Regions from separate parts of the Mus musculus genome. Here all the other regions are linked to region 4. A link is a contact called in public Hi-C and promoter capture Hi-C data. All regions are on one chromosome and are shown on one strand. The core of a region is the stretch at or near the end of the contact, and the rest is flanking DNA. Distances in the headings are between cores, read along the strand shown. Region 1 holds the start of Thyn1 (thymocyte nuclear protein 1). Region 2 holds the start of Vps26b (VPS26 retromer complex component B). Region 3 holds the start of 1700023A20Rik (RIKEN cDNA 1700023A20 gene). Region 4 holds the start of Stt3a (STT3, subunit of the oligosaccharyltransferase complex, homolog A (S. cerevisiae)).

Evidence for each region. Promoter capture Hi-C pulls out the DNA fragments that hold promoters and counts their contacts. A called contact is a pair of places that touch in the nucleus more often than the background predicts.
Region 1: a Hi-C map of B cells shows a contact between it and region 4, with 5 read pairs. The contact joins the promoter of Thyn1 here to the promoter of Stt3a in region 4. A contact is called at or near these places in 1 of 39 promoter capture datasets (cranial neural crest) and 1 of 484 Hi-C or Micro-C datasets (B cells).
Region 2: a Hi-C map of B cells shows a contact between it and region 4, with 7 read pairs. The contact joins the promoter of Vps26b here to the promoter of Stt3a in region 4. A contact is called at or near these places in 1 of 39 promoter capture datasets (pre-B cells) and 5 of 484 Hi-C or Micro-C datasets (B cells, CD4 T cells, CD8 T cells and 1 more).
Region 3: a promoter capture Hi-C map of pre-B cells shows a contact between it and region 4, with 4 times the contacts expected there. The contact joins the promoter of 1700023A20Rik here to the promoter of Stt3a in region 4. A contact is called at or near these places in 2 of 39 promoter capture datasets (liver and pre-B cells) and 3 of 484 Hi-C or Micro-C datasets (CD4 T cells, CD8 T cells and muscle stem cells).

What each region holds. Positions count from the first base shown.
Region 1 is chr9:26,998,410-27,001,109 of GRCm38.p6, forward strand. It overlaps Thyn1 (thymocyte nuclear protein 1), which reads left to right and starts at 1,268. Exons shown (of 8, transcript NM_144543.2): 1 at 1,268-1,356; 2 at 1,542-1,647. The coding sequence starts at 1,605. Acad8 (acyl-Coenzyme A dehydrogenase family, member 8) reads right to left here and starts at 1,140. Exons shown (of 11, transcript NM_025862.2): 1 at 985-1,140. The coding sequence starts at 1,087.
Region 2 is chr9:27,028,747-27,031,446 of GRCm38.p6, forward strand. Vps26b (VPS26 retromer complex component B) reads right to left here and starts at 1,348. Exons shown (of 6, transcript NM_178027.4): 1 at 653-1,348. The coding sequence starts at 875. Ncapd3 (non-SMC condensin II complex, subunit D3) reads left to right here and starts at 1,419. Exons shown (of 36, transcript NM_178113.4): 1 at 1,419-1,753; 2 at 1,877-2,084. The coding sequence starts at 2,024.
Region 3 is chr9:31,384,559-31,387,319 of GRCm38.p6, forward strand. 1700023A20Rik (RIKEN cDNA 1700023A20 gene) reads right to left here and starts at 1,490. Exons shown (of 1, transcript NR_165167.1): 1 at 445-1,490. It overlaps Nfrkb (nuclear factor related to kappa B binding protein), which reads left to right and starts at 1,634. Exons shown (of 26, transcript NM_172766.3): 1 at 1,634-1,712.
Region 4 is chr9:36,766,303-36,769,002 of GRCm38.p6, forward strand. Stt3a (STT3, subunit of the oligosaccharyltransferase complex, homolog A (S. cerevisiae)) reads right to left here and starts at 1,320. Exons shown (of 18, transcript NM_008408.5): 1 at 1,248-1,320. It overlaps Gm26787 (predicted gene, 26787), which reads left to right and starts at 1,585. Exons shown (of 4, transcript NR_166654.1): 1 at 1,585-1,738.

The DNA of each region.
Region 1 (2,700 bases), core at 18-2,517, 9.8 Mb before region 4:
TGTCACAGTTGCACAAATAAAGCCTGTCTCACACATCTTAGTTGCCCAGGTCAAAACAACAATCAATAACGTAAATCTGTTACTGGGACAGACTCTTTCCTAACTTTAGTACCAAACCACGCTACTTTGTTTACCCAATTTTAGGTGCCTAAGTAGGGCAGTAACTCTTAAAACTGGTTTTCTACAAAAAACAAAACAAAAACAAACAAACAAAAAACCAGTCTATGCCTCCATGTACTTTATAACTCTGTTCTCAATTTTCAAAGCCATAAGGCCATAAATAATAGATTCTTATTTAAAATAAAATTTAGAATTATTTTAAAAACTGTTTCAGAAGAAAAGGTGGTTCTGGTTTTTAGTTTGGTATTTAAAGTGATTGACAAATCTAAATATTTGGCTTGGTTTGCATGGGTGGCAAACACTCCCAGTTACATGCAAGTTTTCTGCCAGGTTTTTAAACAATCAGTTTGTAATCTCAGATAGGGTTTCTCAATTGCGGTTATCTTTCTTTTTCCTGCAGCAGTTTCTACAGTATGAGTGTTTTTACGAAATCTATACTTGTGAGCAAAACATACGGTATAACCTGGAGCTTTTCAACTATCTCTACCAGCGCTCATATACTTAGCTCTTTCTACCTTGGAAATCTATTGCCAAAGTCACACGTTCCTTCGTCTTTGAAAAGCATTGGCGGGGTCGGGGGACAGGCAACTGGACTGGACTGAGCGCTGGTCACAGGGACCATTAAGAGCTGGTCCCGAGAGTAGATCCTGAGTTATGGGAGGAAGCCAGTTCGTGAAACAGGACTGGTCGGGGAGAGAGAAGTGGGTCCCAGACGGGCAGAGTCAGAGGATGAAGTGAGTCCGTCAAGGGACCCGAGAGGGATCGGTGTCAGGCGAAGCCCGAGAGCCACCAAAGCGCTGGGAACTCGGGCGGGCACAGATGCCCACCGAAGACCCACTCTCCCCTCGCCTAGATGAGCCTTACGATCGATGCAGAAGGTGATGCTCCGGTGGTGGGTCTGAGCCAGGGACTTGAGTGCCGCGCGCAGACAGCCAAAGCGCCTGTATCCGGACCGCAACATCGCCATGTAAACTTCGAATCTCAGACCCCAGGCCTCTTAGCCCAGGCCAGAACTAGCCGTTCCCGCCCCGCCCCCCTGATACTCTGGGAGTTGTAGTCCATTAAGCCCTTGAAGCGCGGGCTCCAATAGGACTACTGGCGTTCTGAAACTACAGTTCCCAGAGATCGTGGGGGCGGCGCCTCTGAGACGCGTCTTCTACTAAGCCTGTCCGGGCACGCCAGTCGCCTCAAGGCTCCCAGAAGATTAGCCTGGCAGTGCTTCAAGGCGTTTGGGTGGTGCGTTGAATGAATGGTGGTGGGTAAAGCCGAATTAGGGAGGGACTCAGGAGAGTTTAGAGGTAGATTAGGAGAGAAGGAAAGGGCGCAGATAACGAGAGAGGGATTAGAATGGTTTAATCATGACTTTTCTTCATAAGTCCCAGGCCCTGTATGCTTTCTTGCCTCCATCTTGCACCATGCAGGTTTTAGAAGACAAGAGCTGTTTCTTACCCGTCCGGTTAGCTTCAGCCTCCTACAGAGAGGCCATGCCGAGACCCCGCAAGAGGCAGACTGGGACTGCTGGTCCAGGTGAGTTGAACCGACGCTGCAAAAGGCAGCAGGTAAAGAACGTGGTCTTGTAGGGCGTGCTTTATTTCCTTTTTCCACTCCCTGGTTTGGAGACTTTGGGGGTTGTTGCTTATCGTCTTCTTTACTCTTTCTGCCAGAACTTCCACTTTCAGTCCCTTCCACTTATTTGTCCAATCAAAGAATAGTGCAATGAAGCACTGCATACATATACGGAACTGTGGTGGCCCACGCATGTGGGAGACTGAGGCTGTAGAATTGCCTTGGGTTTAAGACCAGCCTGGTACTACATGAGTACTACATAAGCAGGGCCCTCTCTCCAAAGTGTGTGTGTGTGTGTGTGTGTGTGTGTGTGTGTAACCTTGACAGCATAGGTGAAAAGAGACTTCTTTAAAAATTACATTTATTTACTTTTGTACAGTATGTGGGAACACACACACACACTGATCAGAGGATAACTTGAAGGAATCAATCCCCCGATTCCACTGTGCGAATCTCAGGGATTGAACTCAGGTCCTTAGGCTTTGAAAAAAAAAAAAAAATGCCTTTTCCAACTAAGCCACCTCGCCAACCCTTTGCTTTTATCATTGAATGCAATAAGCCAGGCACAGAAAGGCATGCATGATTTCATGTGAAATGTAAAAAAGCTGAAAGCTAGAAATCAGAGGGAGATCAGGATTCAAGATCTTCCTTGACTACGTGTAGAGTTTGAGGCCAGCCTGGACCACAGGAGACCCCACCTTTCACACACACAGTTTTCTTTTCCTAGGTCTTTATCTTATCAGCCTGTCAATTTGGAATTGCTAAGCATCTGAGGATGACCTGAATTCCTGATCTTTCTGTCCCCACTCCCAAGTGCTTTGGTTATAGGTTTCTTACATCACCAAAACCATTTAGACTTACCCTTAAATTTCCTGAACAATGTGACTTCAGAGGCTACCAAAATGCTAGACATAGCTGTTAAGAAACTTATTGCAGCTATGCTTACAAGCCTAATGCTCTAGGGCTTCTCTGTGGTCCTTATCTTGTGTTTTATCAGGTTTTACATGTGTGTGC
Region 2 (2,700 bases), core at 98-2,597, 9.7 Mb before region 4:
GACTTTAAGGAGAAAATCAGACAACTAAATACCAGCATGGTACTAAGGAAGTTTGAGAAATAGAGGCAGTCAGAAAGAGGCAGGTTACAGGTATTCAAAACATGCACATGCAATGTAATACAGAATGGAGGTGAGATAGATAGACGGAATTTATGAGCCCGGTCCACTGCACTGTATTTTAAAGGGGGAGGAGGGATGATGGATAGGTGGGTGGGGTCACTGCTTAACTTTGGATTGGATCTGACAGCTGTAGCTGTCAAACCCACCTGCAGGATACTGTCTACCACACTATGAAATCCCGGTTACTAGAAGCAAAGCTGGAAGCATACTGCAGAGACAATGGGGATATCCAAGCACCAGGTGAGCATCCGACCATACAGCAGAGGGCTCCCTACCCTATCTAGGCTGTCCCCACCTCCCCAGCAGCACGCTGTCACTTTTGGCACGGAAGAAGGTAATGAATGCATGGGGGAGTCGCCCACGGGCGGGACTCGTGGGTGAATCTCAGGCTTTAGATTACAGTTGAAAAGAACCTGTCGCAGGCCTCGCAGGAGCTGGGCACTGAAAATCTCTGCTCCCAGCCCGTCCCACACTCGAGTCCAGGGGCAGGCTGACGTCCCGGTTTTGGGAAGGTCCCAGGGAATAGACTCACCGATCTGCCCAATGAACTCGATCTTGATGCCCTGGTGCTCTAGTCGCTTGTTGGGGTTCTTCAGTGATAGGCTCACTTTCCCCGAGACGGTTTCCCCGTCGTAGAAGAGGAAATATTTCTCCTTCTTCCCGTCCTCAGTCTTGTGCTCCGCTCGCTTCCTACTCTCCGCATCATTCAGCAAGATTTCCACCTCCACGCTCTGCCCGAAGCCGAAGAAGCTCATCTCCCCGCCTGGCCGCGCCGGTGTCGGCACAGACTGCTCCCTCCCTCCCAGGCGCGAGCTGCCTTCGGGGAAGGCAGGCCGGAGGGCCGGCTGCGGGAACGCGCTGGACGCTGCACCGCAGCCCCGCTCGCTCTGAGCTGGGCGGTGGGCGATCGCCGATGGCCTGCGCCCCTGGGGTGAGGCAGGGCGGAGGAAGGAGGTCGGCTGCGGGTTGCGGCGCCCAGAGCAGCGATGCACCGAGAGGCCAGACACAGTACCAACGCAGATCCTGGCGGTGCAGCGACTAGGGCCCTGGGAGGAAAGGCGCCAAGCACGCGCGTCTCGTCGCCCACCGGGTGGGGTCCAGCGCCCAGCCGCACACACAGAACTGCCTGGACTCCCGCGGCGTAACGCACCGAAGTGCTACGGCGGCGCCGGGCGGGGGAAGGGGCAGGAGAACTCCGGCCCGGATGCGAAGATGATGCCACGCGCACGCGCACGTCTTCTCTCCCCCCCCCCCCCCTCGCTTTCCCTACCCCCTCCAGGCCGTCAAGGGGTGCGCTCATCTGCGCATGTGCAGTGCCAAAGGGCGCTTTGTTTACATGGCGGCTCTGGCCTCTCTCCAGTAGAACTCGGGCCCAGATGTTCCGTCAAGTCCTAGCACTGCAAGTGCCTCCTTGTAATATTCCGGTTGCATTTCTCTTCCTTCTTAGCCTGATAAACGCCAGGCTACTCTTCACATTTGAATACGAGCAACGCTTGCGTGCTGTCTGACGGGATGAGGTGCCTTTCCCATGCACGCTCAGTGTCACCGGAAGGGGCAAATGTGACCGCTACTACAGGAAGTATGCTGTCCCCGCTGGCCTCTAGGTTCCCTGCCGTGTAAGAACGATATGACGGTAAGAAAAACACTAGTGACGTCCTGACCCCAACATTAACTGGAATGCTAAGGGAAAAAGAAAAAGTCCTCGCTAGCCTTGTTTAACTTCCAGTCTTTGCCCCGCCCACTTATGCGCACGCAGTGGGCGACCCAGCCCATTGGCTTGGGTTACGAACACGGCTCAGCGCGGTGATTGGTCGATTGTAAATCCCGAACGTTGTGACTGGTCCGCCAAAACGTCTCAGAGCGCGCGCGGGAGCGACGGCGAGCCGGTACGTCCACGGTCGGAATGGCGCTGCAGGATCTTGGAGAAAACTTGCAGCCTTGGTGTCCGCTGGGTCTCAGCCTCGGTGAGGAAACGCAGCCGCGGGTTCTGGGTTCGGGGCTTGGGGTGTTTTGTTCCGCCTAATGTATCCAAGCTTGCGTCTCGGTGAGGGTAGGGGTAGGGGTGGGGGAAGGGGAAGCCCTGGTCTCTGCACTGACCGTGAGCCCCAGGATTGTGACAATCTGCCCGGGTGAAGGCCAGCCAAACTTACGGTGGGATCTGAGTCCAGACGAGTAATTGGTAGAAAAGAGAGCTAAACTGTTCTAGCATGCGGGAGGTCGAGGCTGGAGGATTGCCATGAGTTCAAGACCATCCTGGGCCACACAAATGAATTTAAACCAGTCTCAATAATAATAATAATAAAACAATAATAATAGGAGTGTCTCAGTGATAATAACAATAGCAGCAGCAACATGAAAAGCTAATAATTGGCCTTTAATAGTGCTAGTGCCTCAGTTATCTCCATCTGTCACCTTTGTTCTACCTAGTCTTGCTGGAGTCCTAAGTCTATTCCCCAGGTGGTTTTAAACAGACAATCTCAATGTTCAGGTTGATTTTTTTTTTCTTAGAATTTGTGATCATAAATTCAGCTAGATGGTTCTTGTACCGGCTGGTTTTGTGTGTCAGCTTGACACAGGCTG
Region 3 (2,761 bases), core at 240-2,739, 5.4 Mb before region 4:
CAAGGGCTAATGAAAATGGCAGTTTGTAATGTTTTAATGCTCTCCTGTCTGGTCACCCAGAGTGACGCTGCACTGCCATTTCTAATTGGTGGTTTCTAATTCCAACAGGATCCAAGGACATCTTTTTTGTTTGTTTTTTGTTTTCTTCGAGACAGGGTTTATCTGTATAGCCCAGGCTGTCCTGGAACTCACTTTGTAGACCAGACTGGCCTTGAACTCAGAAATCCACCTGCCTCTGCCTCTCTGCCTCTCTGCCTCTCTGCCTCTCTGCCTCTCTGCCTCTCTGCCTCTCTGCCTCTCTGCCTCTCTGCCTCTCTGCCTCTCTGCCTCTCTGCCTCTCTGCCTCTGCCTACCTTCCGAGTGCTGGGATTAAAGGCTTGCGCCACCATGCCCCGCTGATCCAAGGACGCTTATAGAGTCAGTGGGTGTGTGTGCGCGTGCGCATGGGTGCAAAGATTTGGCTTTATTTGGAAAGCACTATTTTCCACTGAGAGAAGGACATGCCTGGCATGCCCTGCTCCCCTGACATGTTTATTAAACCGAAGGAACAGTGGCTAACCCACGCAGGACCAGAGGGTGAACTGTAGAATACTTGAGAAGACATTCTAAATAAGACGGTCTTAGAGAAAGAAGGCGTAATGATGAATCATAAGAGTAAGTTGTCGATGTTTTCACTTTCTGCAAGTTGTGCGGACTTGGAGACATGGGTTAGAGTCTGTGTTATATTTCCCAACCTTCAAGACTGCAAGAGGTCCTCCACTGTCTGGTGGCCTCAGCAAAGCCTTCCCGACAGAGTGGTGGTGTCTAACAGTTTTCTTCTGCAGGGAAGCTCTTTAAACAACTCAAGAAAAGCTCTTTAAGCAACTCAAAATAGCTTCAGGAAGTCCCCGAAACGGATCAGATTCTTTAGGCTCCTCTCTGCCAGAATAAACGATAAAAGCTGAGAGACCTTCTCAGATGGAAGGACGCTAAACTGAGGATTCTGAGTTGGGGAAAAAGCTACAAAGTCGACTCTGAGGCCAGACCAGCTACCTGGAGGCAGCAGAAACCAGCTGAGCTGCCTGGAAAGGTGTAGACCAACTGAGGCACCTGGAAAGGACTCATTGCAACCTGTTGAGCTGCTTGTAGGCTGTGCAGTGTTTCAGGTTCCCAGCTTTTGTGAGTTGTCACTCATGCTGGGGTGAGCCTTGGTTTTTCAGCTAAGTCATTTCTGCTCTTGTTAAGTAAACCCTCACCCATATGCCTGCAAGTAATCCCAATAGTAGTTCACCAAGTTGGACTTGGGTGGTCTCGGTATTTTGATTTGTCGTGTTGAGTATCCCCTGGAAAAATTTTGTCACACAAGAAGTGGTGGTTAGCACGGTGCCTGTCAGACTGTGCTCTTGCTTCGCAGCTGACAAAAGGCGACATCGCTCTATCCTCCAAAGCTCCTGAGCCAGGAGAACCCCGCACAGAATGGATCGTGCCTTCTCCGCACCGACGTAGCTTGTGGCACCAGACGCGTCGGGGCGGTTCAGGTGCTGCCACAGGCTCCGCCCCTGCCCGTCCTGCCCAATACGCTCCGCCCCGCCGTTAGGTTTCGCCCCACAGGTCCCGCCCCTTCCGCTGCCGGAGCCCGGAACGTGCGCGTACCCAGACGCCTTGCGGGAGCGAGCGCGTTTCGGAGCCCACGGCCCGACGAACCCCGGGTGAGACCCGCGGACTCTGCTGAGGTGAGGGCGGGCCCAGGCGTCGGGTTTGGTGGGTGCCGGGGGAAGGGGAGAAGCGGGGAGAAAGGGAGAAGCGGGGCGTTGCCGTGGGCACGCGGCGGGCCCCACGCGTGGCGTGCGGCTGCCGGGTGGGCGAGGGTTAGGGGGAGGACGTGTGGGGGAGGGGCGGGCCGCGGCGCGCTGCGCGCAGGTGGGGCTGGCGACGTGGGGCTGCGGTCCGAGGTCCTTGCTTGCTGGTTGCTCGCGAGGGTCTAGAGGGTGGGCTAGCCCAGGTGCAGAGAAGAGGCCTTCCTGGTCTAGCGAAGCAGCCCGGGACACCCCCAACACTTAGAAATCGGCAGCTTCCGGGGTTCCGGCTCGCTAGCAGCGCCCCTGTTTTTGTATTTTGAGTTCTTGTGCAGAATAAGTGGCAAGGCAGCGGTTGTCGCTAGATAATTATGTGTAGCTTAATCAACCGCCGGTATTGGAAGCAGCTTCTGAGTGAGTTGTGTACATTGTGCACCTGTCAGATGAGGTAACTGGCTTTGCACGCTGTCTATGCCACTTACGCTAAGAGGAGTTTATTCTAAGCATCAGGTTGCCTCTGTCTGTCGGTCTGCCTGCCGGCCTTCCTTCCTTTCTTTTTTTCTTTCTTTTTTTTAAGTTTTGTTACGTGCAGGTGTCTTGCTCCTTTCTCACTTTCACTCAGTTATTTAGGCGCTACATGCGTGCAGGATGTCCTCAATTCTCTGTGTGCTGACGATGAGCGCGCACAGTTACCTGGGGACCACACAGCTGTGTCCATGTAACACTCGCCGTATCTTTCCTTGATCTGAAATACTGTCAGAACGTGAAATCATTTTGCAGAAAAGAGCTTCCATTCTAGGTATATTACAGACTTACCCATTATCATTTGAGAACTTGGGAAGTGGGAAGGATCTTCACTGTTAATGTAAGCTCACTTAGCTGGAGATTCCCTTTAAGATCCTAAGAGAAAAGAAAGGTAGGAAGGGCCTGGTCCAACTCCTCCTTAACTACAGGTAAGGAGCCTGACACCTGGTGAGGTAAGATGT
Region 4 (2,700 bases), core at 70-2,569:
ATGCTCTCTGGCCAACTAAAGAGCAGGTGGTCACTAATGCAAGTTCAATCCATGCACTCAAGAGAGAAATATACTCAGGCCACCCACTACATATTCATTTTCAAAGTTCAAACTGTAACTACTGCTCAGGTCTATTTCCCTGTAACTCATTTCATGACCCAGAGAGAACTTGGAGCACCAGATGAAAATCTAGAGCAAAATTACAATAATAATAATAATAATTTTGTTTCTTCTAGACCAGAATAAATTTTGGAATGGTGGTAAGGGAAGCAATCTGCAGACAGTTCAGAATGGTGATCAATTATAGACAATTGGTATGTTAAGGACTAAGAAACAAAGAGTGTGGCAACTGAGAAAACGTAGCACTGTTCAAAACTATGCTGGGAAAGGGGAAACTGCATTATCTTGTTCCCTTCTTTCCAGGGACCAGGGGGTTGCAAAAGGAAAACACTGGACAAAATGGAAAACACGAAGACTCACACTGCGAAGTCTAACATCTTTCCTTTAATTAACTATACCAAAAGAGCAGTTTGGGCTGGTGTGATTAATTATAATTCCAAAGGGAAGGCTTATCACGCACTAATTCTGGGAAGTGAACAACTCAGTCCCATCTCTTGGGTTTGTAGTTGTTCTCAGGAGATAAGTGACATGGAAACTAAACACCACTGAGCTAATATGATCCACACACCTGAAGAGTAAGCAAAGGCAGCGAGAGTGCTAAAACCTGGACTTTAAAGCTAAACACTGCGAGTTTTCATACCGTTCTTGGCAATCTCCACACACCGATAGGGTACAGAAAGGGAAAGGACGCTTTTCTTATCTGCTCATCATCTCTCTGCTTCTCAGCTGTGTCTGCAAGCCTTGACCCACCCGAGCTCTAAATTCTAGGGCTGCAGCCTCGGTGGTTTTCCCACATACGTTTCCACGTCATCTTGTGCACCCTCACTGACTTCGAACCCACTATCTCAGCACACTCCGCGTGGCCCTTCCAAGCTAGTCCCAGGATCCTGTGCCCCACGCCCTCATGGCCAGAGTGCATTGCTCTGCCAAGACCCTTCCTCAGATCGTCTGGTGCCCCAATGCCTGGACGTCCCCATCTCACACTCCACGCCCCCTCCTCCGCCCAGGCCGCAGGCAGGCTCTGCTCCCCACCTCTACAGGCTTGTGTCCAGCACCTCGTTCGGGCCGGCCAACAGCCCGCGCGGCACCTGCCGCTAATCCTCTAGCGCTACCCCAGAGTTTCTCACCTCACGGATGCTCCTCAGGAACCCACTCTGCTCCCCCTGCCATCCGTTCAGCGGCGCACTCAACCCTGACAGCAGCCAAGGCCCGCCTCCCTGCCCGCTCCGCATTGGCTAGCCTCCGTCGATGTATATTTCAGGGGACCGACAGGATAACGGTTCTGTCTGTCATTTCGAGGGCGTGGATCGAGTCTGGATTCCTCCTTTTGAATGGACAATGTGACTGTCATTCACCCTGTTGAGAGGCGTGACTATGAAGTCCCACCGAACTGTGATAGGCCGGCGCGGGAAAGCGAAACGCGCGGAAAGAGCGTGCTCTGAACAGTTTGGTTGAGAGCCGAGCAGTGACGTGTCGGTCTGCGGACCAGGAAGGAGCGGCGATAGGAAGGAGTGGACGCTGTACCCTGGTCACATGAGCAGAAGCGGAAATACGTAAAGAAAGCGGCAGTCGTACCACGTCCGGAAAAGTTGGGCTGCAGATCCGTTTGTTTTTTAAGGTAGAAATGGCCCGTTACCTATTAAACGGTTAAAGGAGAGAAGATATGTTGTGAAAACTCTCAGCCTCCATGGTTCACACGAACCCACCTTGTGTAAGATGTGTCAACTAATAAGCCCAAGAATTGTTTCTGTGTTTGCAGTAACCTCGATAAAGGGACCTTTGACAAATTTCACCGAAACGTTTCACTCAGGTCTGACTTTATGGAAGGGCCCGGGAGGCCTTTTTAGGGTGTCACCGCCCGAGTCGGGCTGAGCCGGCAATAGCCTGCAGAAATTATCTCAAGGCTCGGAGCGGCTAGCCCTGGGCAATCAGGAGCAGCTTAGCATCGCCGGGCCCCTGCGAGGGTGACCTTTCCTCCCGGGCCCTCCGAGGATGGTACTGAGAACGGGCACAGGAAGGGGTTTCAGCTGCCAAACTCCAGTCTTTTCCGATATATACATATAAACAGATGTACTAATTCGAACACTTCCATGCCTTACAAGCCTCAAACCAAAGGCTACGGTAAGATTAGACCATCCAGATACCATTCATATTTGGTGCCAGTGACGCTGGCTTCTCTTTTCCTCTCCCATGAAGGGAAGCACCAACTATTGAAATCAGTACTTATTACAATAATGCATTTCCTCAAAATGCTCATGACCAGTTTTTACACCAGGACCTAACTCAATACCTCTTCTCTTTTGTTTTTATAGTAAATGTTCCATGTAGTTTTATTTTAGCAAGAATAACGGCAAAGCACACACTTGTGATGCCAGTGCTCCCAGAGTCTGAGGCAGGAGGAGCTAATTCCAGGCATCTTAATCTGAAGGAGATAAGCATGAGGACTTTACATACATTCAAACTCCTGTGGCTTCAAAACCTAGCTTAATTTCTTACATAGATAAATTATTTCTCACAGTTCTAGAGTCTGGGAAACAAAAGATTACAGTGCCCGAAACTGACGAAGACTTTTACCACGGC